Regions from separate parts of the Mus musculus genome. Here region 2 is linked to region 1. Evidence: chromatin contacts called from public HiChIP or PLAC-seq data. All regions are on one chromosome and are shown on one strand. The core of a region is the stretch at or near the end of the contact, and the rest is flanking DNA. Distances in the headings are between cores, read along the strand shown. Region 1 has its middle 8.3 kb from the start of E230029C05Rik. Region 2 overlaps Sytl2 (synaptotagmin-like 2).

Region 1 (5,721 bases), core at 485-2,984:
TATATATATATATGTGTGTGTGTGTGTAAGAATTTCATGAATTTCATTTATGTACTATTTATTTGTATGTGTGCATGCCCATGTGTGTGTATGTGTAGCTGTGTGTTTGTGGATCTGTGGTGTATGTGTGTGTGTGTGGTGTGTGTATGAGTGTGTGTGTGTGTGAGTGTACACCATCTGTTGGGGATTTAATTTATGCTTACATGGGAATTTGTACGTCTACTGAAGGTTCCTGCCAAAAATTGTTTTTTTTTTGTTTTTTTTTTTTTTTTTTTGTTTTTTTTGTTTTTTCGAGACAGGGTTTTTCTATAGCCCTGGCTGTCCTGGAACTCACTCTGTAGACCAGGCTGGCCTCGAACTCAGAAATCCGCCTGCCTCTGCCTCCCAAGTGCTGGGATTAAAGGCGTGCGCCACCACGCCCGGCTCAAAAATTGTTTTTTTGACTGGTCAGTAAAGAAACAGGCAATGGTTGGGTAGGAGGACAGAGGCTGGGCTTTGAGGATTCCCAGAGAGGAAACACAGGAGAGAGAAGGAGAACCACCAGTGCAGAAGGAAGGAAGAGGATGCAAACATGAGAGCTGTGGAAGACAGAGACCCAACCATGGAAGAATCAGGGAAAAGCGGCCCCAGGGGCCGGCCACTCCCCTATTAGGTCTGGGGTAGCAGAGAGAAAGTATAGATTTTAGAAAGCAAGAACTCAAGAATACTGAAGGGGAGTGTATAGCTACGTGGAGGTTCAGGAGTGGCTCAGCCATTGAGCTAGCTTAGGGCATATTAAAAATAAGCCAGTGTGTGTGTGTGTGTGTGTGTGTGTGTGTGTGTGTGTGTGTGTTTTCCATCTGGCTCCAGAGCATCTGGAGAGGGCTGCTTTAAGCATGCATCCACCCATCGGGAGCTCAGAGCGGTTTAAAGACTTATTGTTTCACCCATCATATCAAATGAAGAGGCAAGAGGGCAACATGTGAGTTGGTTCTTTCTTTCAATCACATGGGTCCTGGGGCAAGCACCTTTACCCACTGAGCCATTTAGCCAGCTTTATTCCAGTAGAAAGTAGAAAAGTAATGAGGAAAAAATGTATTTCAATGTATTTGAAGCATATTCCTTTCTTCTGAATATGAGCAAAAGTCTAATACATGTAATTGTGGACCCAGATTTACTTCAATGTAACTAAAGCTAGAAGTCAGTTTCTTAAAATATAGTAGTATCTGTCAGCCGGGCGGTGGTGGTGCACACCTTTCATCCCAGCACTTGGGAGGCAGGGGCAGGCAAATTTCTGAGTTTGAGGACAGCCTGGTCTACAAAGTGAGTTCCAGGACAGCCAGGGCTACACAGAGAAACCCCGTCTCAAAAAAAAACAAAAACCATATATATACACACACACATATATATATAAATTGTCAATGGGTTAACAATGTCTGTCCATGTACTGCCATTCATCAATAAGTATGAATATCATGGGTAAAAGAATTATGTACAAAACCAAACCAAACCAAACCTAACCAAAACCAAAAAAAAATTCTTAATGCAGGGGGTGTCCACAATCATCTGATCAAAGATTCAACGGCCGCTCTATGGAATTCTGATACAAAGGAAGAGTAGCTATCGCCTGGATTGTCCAGTCAAAAAGTCATAGGCTAGCACAGACTGAAAAATCCGGGTAACTAACTAGTCAGAGTCAGAAAGAGCAAACAACAGATTGGGCAATATTTGCTGTTTGTCTGCGGGTTGTTCTGTCCTGTGGGTCATGTTACGTGCTGAGCGATAAGGAAGTGAAAGGGTAAGGAGGAAGTACACAGTGGACAGAAAGGAGCTGAGTCTTCCTAGAGAAGCTAGGGAAGTGGGAGCTCAGAAGCAGAGAGGAAGTAAAGAGCGCTTTAACTATTGTGTTTCTGATGGAAGGCTTAGGGTATGCAATGCTTCTAACCTCCGTGGGTACCTGCGTACCTGCTCTAGTACAAGTACACACACACACACACACACACACACACACACACACACACACACACACACACACACACACACTTAAAAATAAATAAATAAAAAAGGAGAGAACCAGCCAAGAATCAAACACAACTCGTTCCTGTAGGGCTTGTGTTGTGGGGCATCCACCAGAGATCACTACTTAAGCATTCATTTCAGCCAATAGAAAGTCTTTATTAGTCAGACAGTGCGGGATCCCAGTGGAACCTCAAGCCAGTCTCAGGATGAGCTTTTAAGGACAATAATAATCATATTCTGGGTTGACATACTTCAGTTAACAAGAACAGTTAGCCAGAAGCAGAACGACAGAAGCCAAAAAGCAACGTTAATACATTTAGAGTGTTTTCTCAGAACCATGAACTTTCTGGGACTAAAGGGGTGCGCCACCACACCCGGCTAGAACCATGAACTTTAATGGATTGGTTTTTTGCTTTTACTTTGGCTGTCTATGGGCTGAATGGTACATCATGGAGTCAGTCGTGCAAAGGTCCGAGGGTCTGTTACAATTGTGCTATGGCACTGTTGGTTGCACAATGTTGGCAGTAAGGACATCTTAGTGACGCCACAGACAGCAGAGCAGGTGCAGATAAGTGTCCAGGGAAAACTATTTATTGGGTTTTTACAGAGAATTCTGACCTTTGCATTCAGACATCGGGGGAAACATGCAGCTCTTTTGAAGGCAATGTGTCATGTGTCTTGTTTTGGCCAATTAAATAGGAGTGGGGTTGGGGTGTAGGTGAGCAATAGAGTTCTGGAAAGCACTTGCCTACCATACATAAGGGTTTGGATTTTGTCCTTCAAAACACAGAAATAAGGGTATGGGGAGGTATAAAGGAAAACAATAAAGAAAACAACTTTTTCAACCACTGAGATTTGAGGTACTGGCATGAATTAACCTACCTTCCTAACATAGCCACCCATATTACCAACATGTATGCTAGGGGCTGAGAGGTCAGCAGAGAGTAGGATAGAGTCAGTGGAGATGGGTTTAAGTTATAAATAATGATGTAACCTGGAATCATTAAAACGTTTATGTGTGAATGATCAACAAACCTGGCCTGACAATAATACACTTCTCACCATCTACAGAAACATGCCTGTAGAAACATTTAAATGTCTCCCAGTAAAGATATTCAGATATGTTCATGTCTACAAATGAAATGGCGAAATTCCCCACAAGTGTCCCCAGTACCCTTCTTTCCATTAACAAAGTCTACACTCTGTGTTGACCTTGGATTGCTTCCTCTTTAGATGCTTCAGTATTTAGTCTTGCCTTCAAAATCCTTGTCAGATTAGTCATTGTCTACATGCACAACTTGTCTGCCCTAGTTCAAACGTACGTGATTGATATGGGGCTACTGTCAACCTCATCTTCAATATATCTTCCACACATCCATATACCCATTGTCCCTAAGCTAGTCTTCTCTTTCTTTGTTTAAAATGAAATCTATTATGGCTGTAGAGATGACTCAGCAGTTAAGAGCACTGGCCACTTTTCCAGAGGACCTGGGTTCAATTCCCAGCAACTACATGGCAGTTAACAAACATCTGTAACTTCAGTTCCATGGATCCCATACTCTCTTCTGACCTCTTTGGGCACCGGACACATACATGGTACACAGAAATTTATCCATACACTTAGAATAAAACATTTAAAATGTTTATAAAACATGTAGAGAATAAAATTTGTTTGTGCATTTTATTTCTTGTTTGCATTTGTGTATTGTATGGTGGGGCTAGCAGACCCCATGATGTGCATGTCAAAGGACATTCTCTTGGGAGTTGGTTCTCACTTCCTACCTTTTTACAGCTTTTATAACCCACCCGTCTCTGCCCATCCATCCCTTCCCACAACTCACTAGTTCTTGCATCTGATTGGAGCATTTGCTGTGTCTAAATGCTTCTGCCCCCTTGTTTTAACTGATGCTTTCACCTCCAGCCCCACCATGTTCTTCTGTTCATCTTTTCACTCCAGAACCCCACATGGATTTAAGGCTCATTTCCCTTGGCAAAGACTGACACAGCAAATCCTACCCCACAAGCTCTCTCCCTGTCTCCTTTACATAGCACTCAGTCCCAGAGTTCCAAGTTCTCCTTGATGTCATACTGAATAACCCTTTAATGTAATATTAGAGGTTATGAGACTTGGCCAGTACTCCACCAACAGAGGCAGCTGAGCGAGAATCTTTTTTTTTTCTTTTTAAATTTTATTTATTTATTATATGTAAGTACATCGTAGCTACCTTCAGACATTCCAGAAGAGGGAGTCAGATCTCATTACGGATGGTTGTGAGCCACCATGTGGTTGCTGGAATTTGAACTCAGGACCTTCAGAAGAGCAGTCAGTGCTCTTAACTGCTGAGCCATCTCTCTTGTTTCGCTCAGCCCAAAACAAGAATCTTAAGTATATATATATCTGTGTGTGTGTGTGTGTAGATGCCATGGTGAAAAAATTATTACTTTGCATGCTAACCTAAATGGAACAAAGAATATATTCTAGGCATCTTACACCTAGTCTACCTTTAACTGGTTACATCTTAGTGTCAGTCTTTTCTTTACCAGCCATAATGTATTTTATTTCATTATTATTTTCTTTTGATAGGGTCTCACTATATAACTGGCCTGGAGCTAACTATGTAGACTAGGCTGACCTCCAACTCAGAGAGATTTGCCCCCTGGCCAATGCTCAGATCTAATGCATGTGTCCATCCAGTGAGTTTGATCCCATTCAGTCTTATATTTTGTCTAATGTTTGTTTATATACCAAATAGTCCAGATTAAATTATAGACAGCTCAAGATAATTATTGGTGTAGGATTTATTATCAGGTGATGAGCCTTCATTTTGGATATTCAAGGCTGGAGTTCAAAGGAAGGGTTAAATTGGTTCTGATCTTTGGGAAATTCAATGGAGAATATTATGACTAGATTAGATAGTGTGGCAACTTTGTCATGTCTGAACTCAGGAGGCAGACAGGCCTGGGCTACCCTATGTGTCTAATAACTCCAGACTGTGTGACTGGGCATGCTAACTCTGAGTCAAATGTTTGCAGGCCTGTATCCTGCTGGGAGATGGGAGCGCAGGCTGACTTGGAGCTGAGGCTGCAGATATTCTCGGAGGCCTCAAGGGCTTGCTGCAAGGGGGGGGGGGGGCGGAGGGGGGAGGAAGGGTGGGGCTTCCCCTGTTACTGTAACTCTACACAGATTTCTGGGAAACCTGCAATAACACAAATTTTAGGGACCAGTCTCTCAGCACTGACGACAAAAACAAACAGGGTGGAACTAACACAGCAGGAGATGAGCTTAGGCAGGAGGAAGTAGAAAGAAAAAAGAGGAAGTGGCTAGAACAAAGGAAGACAAAAGGGTAGGTTTTGTACTGCCGACTTTTATTTAAATAGAAGGTAGACAAATGAAATATTTTAAGGCTGGCTCTGCAGGAAGATAAGAATGGAATGAATGTTTTTAAAGAAACAATCCAAGAATAGAGTTAGCATGTGTTCCCCTGAGACTCATTTTTCTATTTTGCCTTGGTAAACACGACCACTCTCTGTTCAAGCCTGTGCTAGGGACATGGAAAGGGCTGGCAGAGTTCCTGATCTCAAAGTATGCTCAATGCAACAGTACAGACAGCACACACGGACACACGGACTGGCTGTGAACAGGAAATGCTGATGATGCAGTAGCTAGCGGACAGAGGAGGATCTCAAGGACTATTCACCGTGTTAAGTAAAGGTGACTTCCCA
Region 2 (5,509 bases), core at 800-3,299, 340 kb after region 1:
GACCAAGGCACTGTGGAATCAGAGATATTTACAACAGTCTAAAGGCAAAGAAGGCTGAGCATCTAAGACCACTACCAATGGGCATGTCAGAGTCAACTATGATTAAGTCATGCCATGTGAGAAATGGAATACTGACTCTAATAAGGTGACTGTTAATTGCCTACTTCCCATGAGTGATGGGCTTCACCGTTTTCCTCCAGGACCATTTTTAATTTTCTGTGTCATCTATGTTTGTCTGCTATGTTGGCTAGAGGTTAAGGTTTGGCTTGATATGTGACCTTAAAGTAGTATCTTTAATTTCTTAAACCTTTACCTCCCCCGCTATATAACAAGATTAATAATCTCCTAACAGAGTTATTAGGAAACCAAATAACTAGTAAATGTAAAATTCGTTTTTAACTTAATTAATTACCTTTTTTACATGCTGATCACAGATTCCACTCTGTCCTCTCCTCGCAGTGTTGTCCTCCCTCCCCTGTCCAGTCTGCCTTCATTTCTCTTCAGAAAAGGGCAGACCTCCCACGTATATAAATCAAACAGCATATCACATTGCAGTAAGACTAAGTGCATCCTCTCCTATTAAGGCTAGATGAGACATCCCAGTAGAAGGGAAGAGACCCAAAGGCAGGCAACAGAGTCAGAGAGAGCTCCTGCTCCCATTGTTTGGAGTCCCACAAGAAGACCAAGATACATAACTGTGACATATGTGCAGAAGGTCTGCATAGGTCCCATACAGGCTTCCTAGTTGGTGATTCAGTCACTAGGAGCCCCTATGGGCTCAGGATAGTTGAGTCTGTGGGTTTTCTTGGGATGTCCTCGATGCCTCTGGCTCCTACAATTCTTCCTTTCCCTCTTCCTCAGGATTCCTCAAGCCCAACCTAATGTTTGGCTGAGGGTCTCTGCATCTGTTCCCATCAGTTGCTGGGTAAAACCCCCCTGGTGACAGTAAATGCAGAACTCTTACCATAGCTCATAGCATACAGTATGCACCACTAAGTAGGGACGATACTCAATATAGCATTTCAAGAACCTCAAGAACTGGTGACACTCTACTCATTCCTCTTGGTGTCCCGCCCCCAACCCCATTGCCTGCTTATGCCCCTGATAGATACTTTCTTTTCTTTTTAAATTTATTCTTCTGTCACAAATTTTATCCTGACCACTGTTTCCACTTTCTCTTCTCTTCCCAGTCTCTCCCCTCCCACCCCTCCCTCTTCTCTACCCCCAGATCCACTCTGCCTTTGCTTCTCTTCAGAAAAAAAGCAGGCCTTTAAGGGATATCAACTAAGCATGGCATATCAAGTTACAATAAGACTTTCATAAAACAACAAGAGCAACAACAACAAATAAAGCCAAAATATTAGAAACCCTGGTTAGAAAAGCGATGGTCATTTAGACACAAGAGCAAGGAGCTGGGAGCAGATCTTAGAATCTGGGTATGACAGGGCCTGAGGAGCATGGAGCACTAATCAGCAGAGGGAACAGACAGCACTACAGAAGAGGCAAGGCAAGAAGGAAGCATCAGAGGCAAACAGCTTATCCCACTGTTTGATCAAGCCCAGACTTCCCATTCTGACCCTTCCCCCCCCCAACCCCCCCAGGTCATCATTCCACCACAAAGGACTTGAGAGGCAAAGATGCTCAACTCCTTTTTGTTGTACCCCCTCAGGATGGTGGGCATTCCCCATCTTCCTTCCCTCCTTCCAGGCTAAGATCTGTGATTTGGATGTGCATTGTTTTCTGCATGGCCTCTGACAGACCTTCTGGCTCTTATCCGTGAACTGGAACCGGGTTACCTTACTAGGATGTTGTGAGAGTAACTGAAAGGAAACATGGGAGCTGGTCAGCATTTCTTAGGAAGAAGAAAAACTGGCAACTTCCCGATGGCGTTGCAATTCTACTGTTATATTACACAGATTAAGTGTGGTTGAGAAGGGCAGCACACAGCTGCTAGGCGTGTCTCGGGTGCTTTGCTTAGTTAAGACCAGTTCTGTGAGACGTGGCATGAGTGGTAATCAGTCAGCTGTACTTCCTCCTCTCCGTGTCAGAGGCCACCATTTTTTTCTTGGTGTCAATCTCCTGCAGGGCTACCCCCTTATGCTGTTTAACCTTTGTGAGCTGGGTGTGTTAAGTGTGTTTTGGGGCCTGCGTTTACAGGCTAAGTGGTTTTCAATAGAATGACTCAGCACCTGTCAATATTTTCTTAGCCAGGAGAGAAAAGTTGGGGGATGTGAGGCTGGGCCATGCAGTTTTTTACCTAGGCATGGTGACAAGAGCCTTTATTGTGTGGTAGCCACGAGACCATTGGAGCCCACTCATAAAATGCTATGGGTGATCAGCAAGCAATAAGACATGGGCAGCCCACTGCGTTCTCCATGAACTCACCTTTGTTTACAGCCATGGCACTCGGAAGCTCAGAAAGGGTTATGAGCAGAGAACACTGTCCCCTGAAGGGCAGCTGGAAATCTGGTCACCAGCAGCTGGGGTCCTGGTGACTAACTTAGCTGGATGGTGTTTGCTGAACTTGATAAACTACGGTGGAGGGCCTGATTCCTTTTGGTTTTAAACTTGCGAAATATCACAGGCTGATGCTTTCTGTAAAACACAGAAATGAAATACAGAAGGAAAAACAAGCACACAGTAGATCACTGTCAACTGGGCATTTGGAAAAACTGCTATAAATGGTCCTGGGTACATACTCTCAGTCCATCATGTACTTATGTCACCTTGAATTGGTGGTGAGCAGTATGGGTTGCCATTGGGCCATGAACCCGACATCAGGAGCATATCACATCCCCTCCTAAAATCACCACTGAGCATGTGTACACAACAAGCCATAGGACATAGCTTAGTCAAAGTGAGGCATGCAGAATAACGACCAGAGAAGCTCTTCCCTCTGTATGTCAGAGCCCTGCCCACCAGTGAAGTGTAACATTTCCTGTCTGGCATTGGAAGCCAGTCTTTGTTATCTGAGATAATAATGTGTTCCCTTAAACAGGTATGGAGCCCTGGGTATCACTAAGAGTCTAATAGGTGTCTACCAACCAGAGCCTTTGATGTCTCTGCTACAGGCACTTCTTTAGATTGAATGAACCCAGAAAAGGGTGGACCTTTTCATTTCTCTGTCTGTCTGTCTGTCTGTCTGTCTGTCTGTATCTCTCTCTCTCACCCTCTCTCTCCTCTCTCTTTCTCTCTATCTCTCGCTGTTTGTATGTGTCTCTCTCTCTTTTCCTTGATGCCACCTTTGACAACTTACCCTCTGATGGTTTATAACTGCTTAATCTCTAGAGTTACAGAGAGGCTAGCTGAGACATCTAAAATAAATATTGCTCAGATGCACTCAAAGCTACCAATTCTTTCTCTCTTCTAGCCTCTTGTCCTCTTCCCTGTCACACACCCTCCAGATGCCTGCCCGTGTCATCCTCTCTCTTGGAAGGATGAATTATATAAAACAAATTGTAAAGAATACTTGACTTTCCCCTGCTACTAAGCCTATGTAGTTATTACTAAGTTCTAAGCCTATGAACTTGGAAGTTTCAATCTCCTTTCTTCTTCTCAACAGTCACCTTCCTAAACTACAAATCCAAACATATTTGTGCCATCCTAGCAAGTAGGCCTCTAGCTCCTGTGTAGCAAAAAGAAGGCCTAGCCAGGCAAGAATTAGATATCTGAGAGGTCCTTGCCCTTGTACCATAAAAGCTTTATTAGAAAAATTATTAGGACTGGTGGTTTATAAGATTTAAGAGCTGTTTTTTACAAGGATCTTTATAAAGCTCAAAGTCTTCAACCAAACAAGGCAAATTTATAGGAGGGCCATTAAAAGTAACACTCACCTCAGTGTCTTGATATCTTGTAAGAAAGGGGCCCAAGAACTAAATGACATCAATAGACGTCAGTGACTACTTTCATTATAGCCACTTTGACAAATGTGAGCCTAAAAAAAAGAGTTAGGATGTATAGAATGCAAAGAAAAATAGAATAAAGAGAATATAAATAGGTATGCATGGTGAAGATATAGTCACTAATTCACAAGATGCCTACATCTACTTGTAGTATATGTATAGAAATAAGGTATTTAAATATCCATCTTTGTGAGTCATTGAGAGAACCCATTTAATGTCTTGTGTGCATCTAATAGCGTGAGAAGTTCTTTAGAGGCACAAGTTCACTCTTCATTCAGTTGTTTATTCTGTCAGTCAACGCTGTAAGTATTTATCATGTACAAGATGGTAGCAGGGGATTCAAAGGTGAATGAGGTTCGCACCCCACTCCCCCAACTTTTAGGAAGCCACTCTCTGTAGAAGGGACTGACTATAATTGTGCTTGCTATGATAATAGGATTTACTTTTTACATTTATTAATTCCATGCTGTATATTGAACCCAGGGCATGGGGCATGTTAAACAAGCCCCTTTATCACAGAAGTCCCAGGGTTGCTTTATTTCATTTTATATTTTTTAGAGTCTTAACTAAGTTGTCCAAGTTAGCCTTGAATGAACTCTGTGGCTTAGGTGGATCTTGAATCAGTGACTCCTCTGCCACAGTTGTCTGAGTAGTTAGAGTTGTAGCCCTTGACTACCAGGCCTAGCTGGTAGCAGTACTGAAAAGGCTGAGAACACAGCCAACAGTGCTGATTCTATCCACCATGGGGCTGGGGTGGAGGGATGGTAAGGACATTCTGGACCTAGTCACATTTAGGATGACTCTTGTGGGATGATAAAGCTGTATTAGATGGGACAGTTGTTTAGATAGGACATTCTGACATCCCCTGGTTTGCTGGGGAGTGGATGTGATCTGGTGTGGCTGGTCAGGTATGTGTGGTAGATAAGTGTGTGTAAGGAAGAACCTAGCAAAGCTAGAATGCAGACCAAGAAGCTAGACTCTTTGTTGTTGTTAATCCATGAGGAGCTACCAAATGATTCTTTTCTCAGAGCAATTCTGCGGCAACAGTGTGCAGACCTGGGCTAGATAGTTCAATGGGGAATGCTGCAGCACTTTAGGTGAGAGATGGAGAGAAACTAATGAGGGAATGGAGACAGGATACAGAATGTAATAGATCTGTAGATCATACTGTGGTATATGTTAGGGACACAGATGTTCTCAATTATGCACACAGGGTTACCTGAGATGCACACAGAGCTACTTGAGCAAAGGTCCTCACAACGGTCCTTAGCTCTCCTTCCTCCAGGAAGCAGACGATAACAAGAGAGGGACGTTTAGTCCATGAAGTTACTCTTAGTCCCTAGACAAGTGCCAAGCAAATGACCTCTGAAATGAAGGAAGGAAGGAAAGTGAGTGAATGAATTAACAAAAAAAAATTGATAAGATCCTGATTATTAAATAAAGACTAAATGGTGAGGGAGGAGATGGGTGAAAAGACAAATCAGCAAATAAATTGATGAACAAATAAGGCGCTTTAGACTCCAGAGGTAAGTAAATAAACAAACAACAACAATAAAAAATACAAAGAAAGGAAGAAGAATCTCAAACTATAGGTAACAATGGAATCA

What was found. HiChIP or PLAC-seq counts read pairs in DNA pulled down with a chosen protein or histone mark.
Region 2: an HNF4G HiChIP or PLAC-seq map of pancreatic cancer cells shows a contact between it and region 1. The contact joins two enhancer-like sites. A contact is called at or near these places in 2 of 484 Hi-C or Micro-C datasets (both in natural killer cells), 3 of 115 datasets of contacts at active chromatin or transcription factors (CD8 T cells, effector CD8 T cells and pancreatic cancer cells) and 2 of 9 other capture datasets (adipose tissue and liver).

What each region holds. Positions count from the first base shown.
Region 1 is chr7:90,018,012-90,023,732 of GRCm38.p6, forward strand. No RefSeq gene overlaps it. Among named protein-coding and RNA genes, the nearest start is that of E230029C05Rik, 8.3 kb to the right of the region's middle. Within about 2 kb of position 1,735, at least 112 of the 459 cell types and tissues checked have an H3K27ac peak or open chromatin away from gene starts, as enhancers often do. A contact at or near this core is called in pancreatic cancer cells, where this site is marked.
Region 2 is chr7:90,360,957-90,366,465 of GRCm38.p6, forward strand. All of the region lies in intron 4 of Sytl2 (synaptotagmin-like 2), which reads left to right. Among named protein-coding and RNA genes, the nearest start is that of Sytl2, 61 kb to the left of the region's middle. Within about 2 kb of position 2,050, at least 23 of the 459 cell types and tissues checked have an H3K27ac peak or open chromatin away from gene starts, as enhancers often do. A contact at or near this core is called in pancreatic cancer cells, where this site is marked.